2 separate regions of the Arabidopsis thaliana genome follow, and region 2 is linked to region 1. A link is a contact called in public capture Hi-C data. All regions are on one chromosome and are shown on one strand. The core of a region is the stretch at or near the end of the contact, and the rest is flanking DNA. Distances in the headings are between cores, read along the strand shown. Region 1 holds the start of AT3G28430 (CLEC16A-like protein). Region 2 holds the start of AT3G28560 (BCS1 AAA-type ATPase).

Region 1 (5,888 bases), core at 2,327-4,826:
GGGGGCACCTTGCAGCCCCAGGCAATGAACAGCACACTCCAAACTGCTCCTGTTGAAGGTACTTGAACGAATGAGTCAATCACAGAATAATACAACACCAAAGAGATGGAGTTTAAGAGATGCAGTGAAGTACCTCCAACCTCCGTAGATACCAATCAAGTTCACTACTTAAGCCATCTCTCATGGAACCATTTCGCGGTGAAAATAGTTGTTCTTCACCAGTGTCCTCCCCAACCAAAGATTGCTGTCAGAGATAGCTACCAATTAAGTTTTGAATAATAAGGAAAAAAGGTAGTCCATATTTTTTGGTCCATGCTAATATGCTTTAGTAGATGGTCAAGTAAAAGGTATTAGTAACAAAATCCATGCAGATGAGACTTTCCCTGGCAAAATTTGCTGGAAAATATATTACGCACAAGAATAAAGGATAATGACAGAAACTCACCAGCAAAAGTTTTTTGTGCTGCTTACGCTGAGGAAGAATGCCAAAAGCATCTAGCATTGACTCTTCAAGTTCTACCAAAATCAGAATTTAAGACGTCAATACCAGAAAAGGCAAGAAGAATCTGCACAATGACAATGCCACTGCCAATACCTTTTGTCTGCAGCAGAGTGGCTAGCACAAACAAGGAACCCTGAGCTTGTACATCATCTCCTTCAGAAATATATTGAAGTAAAGTCTCCCTATTTACAAAGAAAAAAGAAATAAAAAAACACATAAGCTTAATAGTAAAAAAAAAAAAAAGGACAATACTAAGACAGCAACTATCCCAACTTCATTCAAGGTCTTATTTGCTAACACTTTACCTAAACGTCATATGAGAATTGTTGAAGATACTTTTCGGAGTATCTTCACTGCATAAGTGGGAATTTCCATCGTCACTCATGCCTGCCGCAGTGCTTGAACACTGTTGATTTGCCTCCTCAGTAACACCCTTGTCTGGATGCCCATTTACATATGTAAGGCCTTCAGGAGCCAAGCTGCTATTAGGTTTCACTAGGGAACTTGAAATGAATGCTTTTACAGGGCAGAAAAGAGTAGCAGCAGTCATATTTGCCAAATCTTTGATTTTAACTATCCGCAGGATGCATGAAAGCAGATAAAGAGAAGTGACAGGATCAACTGATATGTCCTGAAATAACCACAAAATCAATACTTTAGTGAACTAAAAATAGAACTCTGGCAAAAAGTCAAACCTAACAAGGGTAAAAAAAACAAAATCCCAAAGGAACAAATAAGTCAACCCTGAAAATAAAATTAAGAGGAAAAGGTGATATTTGGTACATTTACAGCCTCGGAGCATAAAGACGGGAGAAGAAGTGGGAGAGTTAGATGCTGCAGAATGTGATCTGTTATCAGCCTCCCGATATCAGGTATGCCAGCAGAGATAACATCACTAAAGTAGTACAAGGTGTCCTCAATCCCATCAACGGCAGAAAACAATTTTCCACCTGAATCCGGAGATGGGCTTCTGTAGCAAAGATTAAATGAAAATCTTTCAGAATACAATTTATCCAAATCATACACAAACAAAATAAGTAGGTAGATGAAAAGGGGTTGTGATAACTTATTATCAATTTTACAAGCTATTTCCCTGGGAAATGAAATTGCACTGAATCTTACTTTAGAGTGTTCAAGACCATTGCACTTAGATCCATGCATTGCTTTTGGAAAAATGAAATTAATTTTGAAAAGTACTCGGTGTGCGGTGGACTAACTACATAATCATTCACAGATTCATCGCCAACTGCAAAAAACAAATTAAAGGCATCAGAAATGTTGCTAAAGGTTCTGATTACTTTTATCATACAAGTGACAAATCTAAAGAACTATTAGAAGTGACTGACCGTGATATACATTAAGAGTCAGGGCACGAACTGCAGTGCGTATCATGTTCTCTTCATGAAATGCAAATTGTATGCCTTCGACATAAAGGGGGAAAGAAACTACTACATCCTAGACGCAGAAACGCAGAATTAAAATAAGGCAGAAAAATCCATAAAGGAATATAAAAGTTAAAGGAACATGAAACAACAAGAATACTCACGTTCTCGGTCTTCAAAAGCAACGATATTGTATGCTTGTTCAGCTTCCCACTAACAGCTCTACATAAAACAAACAAAACAGTTAAAAGACACAATCGGTAAGTACTTCCTGAAGCCAAGATATCAGCCGGAAAATTTACCTTAAGAAGGATATGTAGTAAGATAGAAGCTCTTCGTGTTGGAAGTCAAATGTATATGTTATCAAATAGTTTACATATTCGTTACTGAACAAGTAATCTGCAAGGAGTTTCAAAAGAAAATCATCAATAGACTATAATCATGAGAATTCTCATAGAAAAATATACTGCATCTGATAAACTCACAGATGGCTTGTTCACTTTTTAGGTTTTGGATCATTATACTCATGGTTTGCAACAACTGGACAGAAACTGTTACTGTCTTGCTAACCCTCAAAATACGTACAAACTCTCCCATTACTTGTTTCTCCATAAAAAATCTGCAACAATCGCAAATATTAACAAATGCCAAAAGAAAAATCCAAAGGTGGCTGACTGATAATTAGCAAAAAAGACTCACTCAAAGAATAAGGGGTCATGCTGATCCCCATAAGTTAATATCTCCGCAATCGATCTCAGTGCCTCGATAACGAGATCCTTCAAAAATGACACCCGGTAAACAGACATCAAAGCCTAACAAAACAACAATGCCAAGACAATGTCCACTAACCTTATTAGCCTCGTTTACTATCTGAATCTTTCTCAGCTGGTCAGTCAAATACCTATATAAAAACCAAAACTTTCAACACTTACTATGTTTCATCATCATCTGGTATAACAACTAATGTCGTAACACTACGATCACAATGAACTTTCTGAGAACAAATCATTCTCCTACAATGGTCAACATAGTCCCTTTGACCCCTGAGACTAGGGAAGATGAACTTATATAGTTTCCCTACAATGGCACCACTCAAATCATCAACCCTAGCAAACTACTTGCAAACTACCAATTCAACAAACACCCTTAAAAGAAACATTTTTCCCCCACAATCAAAGGATAATCTCAGCCACAATTCAAATGAACCAAAAGAGAGATAAATCGGAAAAAAAAACTGAAACTTGTTGTAAAACCAAAGGCGATCAAAGAAACCTGAGTTCGGCTAAGGAGAATCGATCTCTGGGTCTTAAGAAGGAAAGCCACATGATTGTTTAAATCAATCCTTTGGAAAGTTCCAGTCTTCTTCTCTGGATCATCCTTCACTCTCGAGAAAACCCAATTTCCATTATTGCTTCTCGTCGATTAAACCAAATTCCACAAACTCTGACGAAATCTCTGATCCAGGGATCAAAATCATACAAAATCAAATCGTATATCGAGGGGAATAAAAAGTTCGAATTTTTCGAATGATTGTTTAGATGTTTCTTCCGGTAAAACAACAGAGATTGATGACGGCAATTGCGAATTGAAGCACCGATGTGGGTTGAGAGCTGGCGTTGGATTTGGATTCGGATTCGGATCCGGGTCGGGTTCAATCTCGAATTCAAAGAAAGAATCTTCAATTGAAAGATCCGTCTTTCGCATTTAATTTAATTTAAGGGGAACATTTATTTTTCACGTTGGACCCTCTGACTAGAGAAGAGGCTTCTCGATAATCAATGACTCACAACTGCCACGTCATACACATTATTATTTACAAAACTAAATTGTTTGTTGTCATTATAACATTGGTGATTTGCAGAAATGACCATGTTTGATAATTTATTTAAGAATATAGCATTTTAATATATAAAACTAAGTAAATAACACTAGAGAGGGATGAAAAGTTAAGTAACTCCTCATTAAAACATGAGAACACGCGCGTGAAAAGAGAAGAAGAGTGACGTGATCCTTGACACTCTTTTCGGTTTATGGACATAAATAAAAGAGAAAAGTGTTGGCTAGCGTGATGGTGGCGAAGATGGCGATGATGGTAATAGTAACAATGACAGTACCGATGGTGATGGTGACGACAACAGTGGCGGTGCCGATGGTAATAGTGATGATAACAGCGACGGTGCCGATGGCGATAGTAAGACAACAGTGGCGGTGCCGGTGGCGATGGTGACGACAACAGTGGCGGTACCGGTGGTGATGGTGACGGCAACAATGGCGGTGTCAGTGGCGATGGTGACTACAATGGCGGTGCCGGTGACGAAAAGATAATTACAAATATATATTGATTTAAGAAAACTAAACCCTAAGATACTATACATGGAACCCAAACAAAAATCATTAAACGAAATGAAATCATCTCAAGTTTCAATTTTCAAAAATCTAGCAGCAAAATAGAATAGTACAATGGTGATGATAGCTTCGGTGACGATTTTCCGGTGATGATGACTCCGGTGACGATTTTCCGGCGATGGTGGCTTCGGATACGATTTTCCGGCGATAATGGCTTTAAAAGTAGTGGTGGTTGTGGTGGTTGTGGAAGAAAAGAAGAAAGAAGAGAGAAGATGTTCATGCAGAAGAAAGAAGAAGAAGAGGATATAATTGTATTTATTACATATAATATACACAATATCACCTTATGGTTTTTGAAGTGTTAGTTTCCAAATTATTAAATTTTTTTAGGTTATACTTGCAAATTTCCCTTATAATATTTACAAATGGCAAAAAAATGATTGGAATGACTCAGAACTCTATCAAAAACGTTTACTTAGATTTAAACTAGCTAGTAGTATAAAGAAGACCACTCTATTTGTTTATTTCCTAGTAAAGTAACGAATTATTTCTTCTTGAGATTCTCCCACAATTGTGTGCCAACATCAAACAAAACAATACAAAAGTTTATAAAGGCATGACTAAAAATGTTATGAAGTTTTGACCATTGTATTTCACATCATGAAGTTTTCTTGTTAAGCTTGTTTTAGTTAAGTATTTCATGTATTATTTCTCACCACGATACATCTAATCTGACGTACTGAATTTCAAAACTTTTGATTTGTAGCATTTTATCTAATAAATTACAAGTTAATTCTACAAAAATTGAAACCCATTCCATCGAATGCGTGGTTTAAGTCCCAAATTTTTATCTTCTAGATTTTTAAAATTTTTAATTTTAAACAAAATTAAAATAAAAAACGATTTTACAAGAGAAAGTTTTTGCCTTTTCGAGAAGAACCGCAACCTTCCCACAATCTAGAAATCAATCTCCACTTCTCAACAATGGAACAAAAATCTTTTATATCTCTCGAATTCAACAATGGAACAAAAAGCTTTCCTTAAAACAAAATTTTTTTATGTCAAACCATACGAGCACAAAAGACAGATAAGTCTTTTGTTATTCTATATTTGATTTGAGCCAGAAGGAATATCTTTGCCAAAACGACCAAAGGCAAAGCCCATTTTGTGATTGCCAAGAGCAACTTATCAGTAAAAGGTTAAAACATAGTCAAATTAAACCGGTAAGTGTTGGACTTTGGAATCCAAGATAATTACCAAGAGAACCAAGGATTCCACCAAATAAAAATATATCTATTGTTGTAGTTTAGTATACAAATAAATATTTTATTAAAATAATACTAAATTAGTAACTAATTTCATTTATCACCAAAGTGATTACAATAGAATAATCTATAACTTTTTGAGTGCATCTATAAAAAATGTCACTTAAGTAATAGCCACAATCCATTAGTATAAATTTTCGTTTGTTGAAAAACGAAGGCCACTAGGGTGAAAGATGATTATGCTAAGGTATATTCACATCAAAATATATGGTGGTTCTATCATTTTCATTGTAGTTGTGTTCGTATATAGGTTAGGTTAGTTAAAAACTATTTAAACTTTGTCATGAATATTCCTATATAAAAGTGCATATTTGACCATACCAAACCCATACA
Region 2 (6,011 bases), core at 1,000-3,499, 44 kb after region 1:
CCGAAATACAAGTATATATCTAAAAAAGATTAGTTGTACTTATACATATAATAAACCTAGTAAAAACGAATCCGAAGATTATACTTCATCTTCTATAGGATTGATCTTCATCTAAAATTTTACTTCAATCTGGTTGAATTAGGCCAGTTTGATCACAGCTTCAATCGAATTCACAGTGGCACCAAAAAGTGTTGTTGAAACCATGGACCTATTTTAGGTGGACATTACTTCCTTAGCCTTCAAAGTTGTCGTTAAGGTGTTTTATCAACATATCAAACTTGCGCATAATGCTTACTTGAATTTTTATTGACAAACGACATTTTAGTTGTTAGGAATTTCATTACTTAGATAATTGCTATTACGAAACCAGGATAACTTTACAATTGTGTTTTGAATTCAAGAACGGTTCTAAAAGCTTCTCATAATTAATATAAATTTATTTCATAATTCCTTGATGATTTGCGTTTATTGAATGCTTTTTGTTATATTTTATTTTATCACCTTGAATATTGAAAACTCTTGTTTATTTTAGCTTTATTCACATTGCATTGCTTGGTTCCTGTAAACTCGATCCTAAATTACTACTGCAATTGTTACCGTGCACTTGCGGTAAATTGATTTGGGGTAAAAAGCGTTACAGATATCCTACGGATTTCTCAAGTCATGCATAGGGAATGACAGTAAGAGTTTTTCTTGGGGAACCTTATTTTCGACGTATCTTCGATGAGCCGATGTATTGTCTTTCTGTCCTCATGTTCAAATAATTATTGGTGACTAATAATTCATCCCAGCAACAACCAATCATTCGAAAGTATTATAACTGCAAATACATGGGTTTAAAATTAAAAATTACAGGACTGATCAAAGTCAACTTTGATAATTCATTCCATAATTATTAAGAAAACTATGTACTTGTTTCTTGAATTTCAAAACTCAATACAAAAAAATTACTAACTAGTTAACAAAAATAAATTATGTGCTAAAACAACCTATTAATAGAGAATAGATAACGTGTCAACCAAGCTTATTACCAAAAAAGTATCACACACTATACATTTAAGTGGACTAATTTAAAAATGATCTATTGACGTCGAATTTATAAATATTTAATTTATCACCCAAAAATAGAGGGTTAATTTTATTTTTCTAACCCTACAAGTTTGATATTATGTTATTAACGAAATCATATTTAAATATAAAAATGATTGGAACAGTGAAGGTAATACCTTTAATCCTCTAATCCACATGCGTTCTTATATTAATAACAAAAGAAATGGATACAGAAGTGTGTGCAAAATAGTTGGATATTGCATTTTCAATTGAAGTCTTAATTGTTAAAGAGTGAATGTTAGAACTAAACCAATTTCAAGAGAAAAAAAATATTTGATTGCATTTTGTCATAATTTCTTACTCAAAGTTATAAGTGTTTTTTCTTTCTTTCTTTATAAACTAATGAGTGATAACGTTCACTTTTTACGGAATATAGATTATCAACTGAAAAACTCAAAAAAACAATGTTTATCATTCTAAGTATTGCAAATATTTTTGTTTGTTAATTCTCCTAGCATTGTCAATTTATAATCATTTATCTTTTTACATCAATTTTATAAAATAATATTTTGAAACCCTAAGTGAAGAAAGTGTAACAAAACGGCTGCGTTTGATTCACTTGTTGTTGGATACAAGACTGCAAGGCATCAAACCTTTGCAATCACGTAAGTCCTGATATTATTCTGATAGCTTTTCTTTTTTAATTCATAAATTTCCAGTAATCACAAAAAAAAATACAAAGCCCAAAGGCCAGACCCAACAAAGGAAAATGACAGGACCTGCAACAAGACCACAGGCCCAACAAGATCAGAAGAGAGAGAGCAACATGTTGCAGGAGCATAGATCAAAACCATTCGATATAGATTAGACCCATTCTCTAGATCTCAACAGGTTGTTCCTCCTTCTTCCTATTTAGTTACTTGGTTTCAATTGTCTCTTTTTTACATATGCTTACCTAGGCTTGAAACAATTGAAACCAAGTAGCTAAATAGAAAGAAGGAGGAGGAAACCTGTTGAGATCTAGAGAATGGGTCTAATCTATATCGAATGGTTTTCTTGATATCCAAAAAAAAAAAAAAAGAGTAAGGGACTATGGAACATATAAGCTTCAGCAACTTCATGAAGTTTTATGAATAATTGAATACCCATTTCTAAAGCTTCAAAGGCTCTTAAATTTTCTACCAACAAAAAGGAAGTAATTCCATAACCAATTTCTCTGTCTATAAAATTTACAAGTTTAATATTGATGGAACAAATCTCTCTGTCTATAAAATAAATGAATTTTCAGTACCAAAACTTTTACATCACCACTTTATTTTTACACTGCACACTTTGCTGCTTGCTCTATAATTGTGGTCAGAACTCAGAATCATTTTGGTCCCCACACCTAGCTTCAAGCTCATAGCATCTTCATGAGCAGATAAACAAAAATCTTTGAATACTTTTTAGTCAAATTCGTACTCAAGAACGAAAAATATGTATACGAACAAACCCTAATTTCACTGTATTATAAAGATTTTTTTTTTTAATCAAAATAACAATAAATTTCGTGGCATTTTTGAGACACTCAAAAATTAAAACAAGAGTAAGATAAATAGAGAGTGAGTGGTTTAGAAGCGATGTGAGCCAAAACAGAGCAAAACTTGACAAGTCTCATAAGAAACAGAAAGCAGAGAGAGTTTCGTGGGGCACAAGCAAACACAAAGATGCTTGAGACCGGATCGATTTGGGGTTTCACAGGCTCAACGATGACGAGCCTTATGTTCTTCTGGGCGATGTACAACCAAGTCCACATTGAGAAATACATTTACAAGTTGATGGGATGGGTTTCGAATTCTGTTCACATAAAGTTCAACGAGTATTCTGGAGAAGGTCTTGAGAAAAGTGAAGCGTTTGACACCATACACAACTACTTGTCCACGAAATCAACAGCTCTTGGAAACAGATTAAAGGCCAACGAGTCTAAAAAAAGCAAATCTTTGGTGCTTAGTTTGGATGATCACGAGACAGTTGAAGATGTGTTTCAAGGTGTGAAGGTGAAGTGGTCTTCAAGCGTGAGAGAGAACCAGAATCAGTCTAGTACGAACCGTGATAAGGGTTTTGCGGAGAGAAGGTACTTGACTTTGAGTTTCCATAGTCGGCATAGAGAGATGATCACAACGACTTATCTTGATCATGTTTTGAGAGAAGGGAAAGAGATTGGGTTGAAGAAGAGAGAAAGGAAGCTTTACACTAATAACTCGAGTCATGAGTGGATCTCTTGGAGATTAGGAACAAACTGGAGCAACGTTTCTTTTGATCATCCTGCAACTTTGGAGACTTTCGCTATGGATCCAGAGAAGAACAAAGCAGAGAAGGAAGCTTGGAAGAAGAGAAGGAGAAAGCGAGGAAGATTACTGAGGAAGAAGAGAAGAACAAAGCAGAGAAGGAAGCTTGGAAGAAGAAGAAGAAAGCAGAGAATGCAGAGAAGAAGAAATTGAAGCCATAATCAGAAGGAAGCTGATGTAAACGGTGACGTTTGATTCATTTCTTCAACTACAAGAAAACTACGAAGAAGGATCAGAGTTTGCTTGATGCTAGATCAATTAGGATTATGATCGGAATGTTTCTTGATGTTTTTAGTTTATTTGCTAATTGGATATTTTAAGTTCTATCTTAGAACATGTTTTAAATGCTTTTTCTTGGTAATGGTAACAAATATATAATGTCTCTAATTTTTCCTAAAACCATCTATATATACATTTTTGCAGTCATTTTGTGAAATAAATCATGTAGTTGAGACTTATTTACGATGGCTGCCACTGGATTTTAATGTTTGTTTTTGATAATTATAAAGAAAATCTTCGAATTAAATATTTGACATTTAACAATCTTCCTAAAATCTCTCCACATTAACTACACGATTATTTACTAAAATAAAACTTCCAAAATATTTAATATCATTTAATTACAACAAAATTATCATTTTTAATATTGCTTTTCTCCATGACTATAACAATTCGATTATAATCATCAAAGCGTAGAGATATAATTTGATAGCATTTAATTACTACAAAATTACAAAATATTTAGACAATGATTCATAAACATATCATAAATAAGATCAACATTAATAAAATAAATGGGTTTTTTTACGGGACGGGTTTGGCAGGACGTTATTTAATAACATTTGTAAACTATAAAATAAAAATATTTTATAGATAGATACAATTTGTAAACTTTTATATATACTAACTTTAAAAAATAAATTGTTCCCGCGGTACACCGCGGGTTAAAATCTAGTATAGCTACAATCTTAAAGAAGTGTGAGTACTATAAAATCTTCCTTTAGTTTGTGTATTGTTCAATGTCCATGACTCGAAATGAATTTCATGAATTTATTAAAAAAACTAATGTAACATTTTAAGGATTTTTCAGTTCAAATTACTTTCTTAGTAACGAATAGAAACCAGAGTAAATACGAACAACAACTACTCAATAACTTATGGTAATACGACTTATCCCATACTAGACTACTATACTAGTCTTGTTGTATATTATGTATTTTCTTGTCCTTATATAATAGAAAAGAAATACCAATTAATAAACGTATGGACATGAAATGGATCACCAAAAGATTCTTTTGAGGCGAATCTTTGAAGATATGAAAGATGGTATTGGTAACTTGTCCCACAAGAAATCATCTTCTCAGTCCTATCACAAAGGACTGTTTTTGGTGTGACAACAAAGTACTTCTTTCTTCCTGTTCAAAATCATCTCCACTCCACTGCTGACAAAGATTTCTAATCTCATGAAGTTATGATCAGGAGTAAAGATATTTAGTGCAAGTGTGTTCATAAGAATTTTTTTAAAAAATATTATAAATTTGGTGTGATTTTTTAGGTTACATAGTTATATTTGTGTGATGGATATAAATTGATCTAGGATAAAGTTATATATATATATATGTATATATTAACTGATTATTTGAAATGTTGGAACAATTTACAATGCAACTTAATTTTCTTTAGCCAGAAATTGGTCCCCATACCCCTATATGACGTAACTTCAAAGATCAAAGCCCATAGTATCATCTCTATTATTAAAGCAAATATATCAAAATCTTTGAATTATATTTTCAGTCAAATCCCAAGAAGCTGAAAAGGACATGAAATTTACACCAGTATACTTTTTTTATTATAGAAAACTTGGTTATCAAGGAAAAATAGAAATTTGAAGATTTCTAGTTTTAGAAGAAATTAAAAAAATTGAGAAATTTCCATTAAATAAAAAAGAAAGTGTGAAAATTCTTTCTAAATTAAGGAAAATGGAAGAAGATTTCGTTAATTACAGTATATTACACTAATACTAAGTAATAATGCAAATGTCCTATTTCTAAAAGGAATATGTAAATGAATAATACAAAATAACTAAAGAGCAAAAACAAAAAGAAACTTCCACATCATCAATCACTACGAAGACAACTACATAAAGAAACAGAGAGAGATCGCCACAACAAGAACAAAGATTATGACCTAAAACCAAATCGAGAGAAGATCAAAAACCCTTCATATTCTTTTTCTTTTGGTCGAATCTTCATATCCATTAAAAACAAGAAACCAGTTATTGAAATCTTAATGAGATCGATCGTGAAGCCGATGTTTGCAGAAAACCTAACGAGGATTGGATCAAACGTGGCGGGTCTGTTCTTCGTCTGGTCAACTCTCAAGAGATACTTCCCTCGACAGATTCAGCAACTTCTCTTCAATGCAATCCAACGAATACCAATTTTCAAGAGGCTCTCAGACAAGATCCTCGAATTCTTCTCACCTTACGCTTACATCAGATTCCGTGAAATCGAAGGGTATAGATACAACTACGCTTTTGCAGCTGTGAAGACCTACCTTGGTGCAAAAGTTAACTCTGAAGTGAAGAATCTCAAAGGGAATCAGGTTAAAGAGAACATGTCTTTGGATTTGAAA

The links. Capture Hi-C pulls out chosen DNA fragments and counts their contacts.
Region 2: a capture Hi-C map of shoot shows a contact between it and region 1, with 3 times the contacts expected there. A contact is called at or near these places in 8 of 26 Hi-C or Micro-C datasets (rosette leaf, seedling and shoot) and 3 of 3 other capture datasets (root, seedling and shoot).

Annotation. Positions count from the first base shown.
Region 1 is chr3:10,659,196-10,665,083 of TAIR10.1, forward strand. It overlaps AT3G28430 (CLEC16A-like protein), which reads right to left and starts at 3,577. Exons shown (of 21, transcript NM_113763.3): 1 at 3,157-3,577; 2 at 2,734-2,785; 3 at 2,584-2,660; 4 at 2,370-2,503; 5 at 2,187-2,283; 6 at 2,049-2,106; 7 at 1,849-1,957; 8 at 1,625-1,748; 9 at 1,286-1,472; 10 at 808-1,133; 11 at 596-684; 12 at 446-516; 13 at 134-244; 14 at 1-49. The coding sequence starts at 3,209.
Region 2 is chr3:10,704,847-10,710,857 of TAIR10.1, forward strand. It overlaps AT3G28560 (BCS1 AAA-type ATPase), which reads left to right and starts at 2,250. Exons shown (of 1, transcript NM_113776.3): 1 at 2,250-3,745. The coding sequence starts at 2,757. The coding sequence ends at 3,530. It overlaps MIR5997 (a microRNA gene), which reads left to right and starts at 1,919; the gene lies at 1,919-2,062. AT3G28570 (P-loop containing nucleoside triphosphate hydrolases superfamily protein) reads left to right here and starts at 5,559. Exons shown (of 1, transcript NM_001338960.1): 1 at 5,559-6,011. The coding sequence starts at 5,667.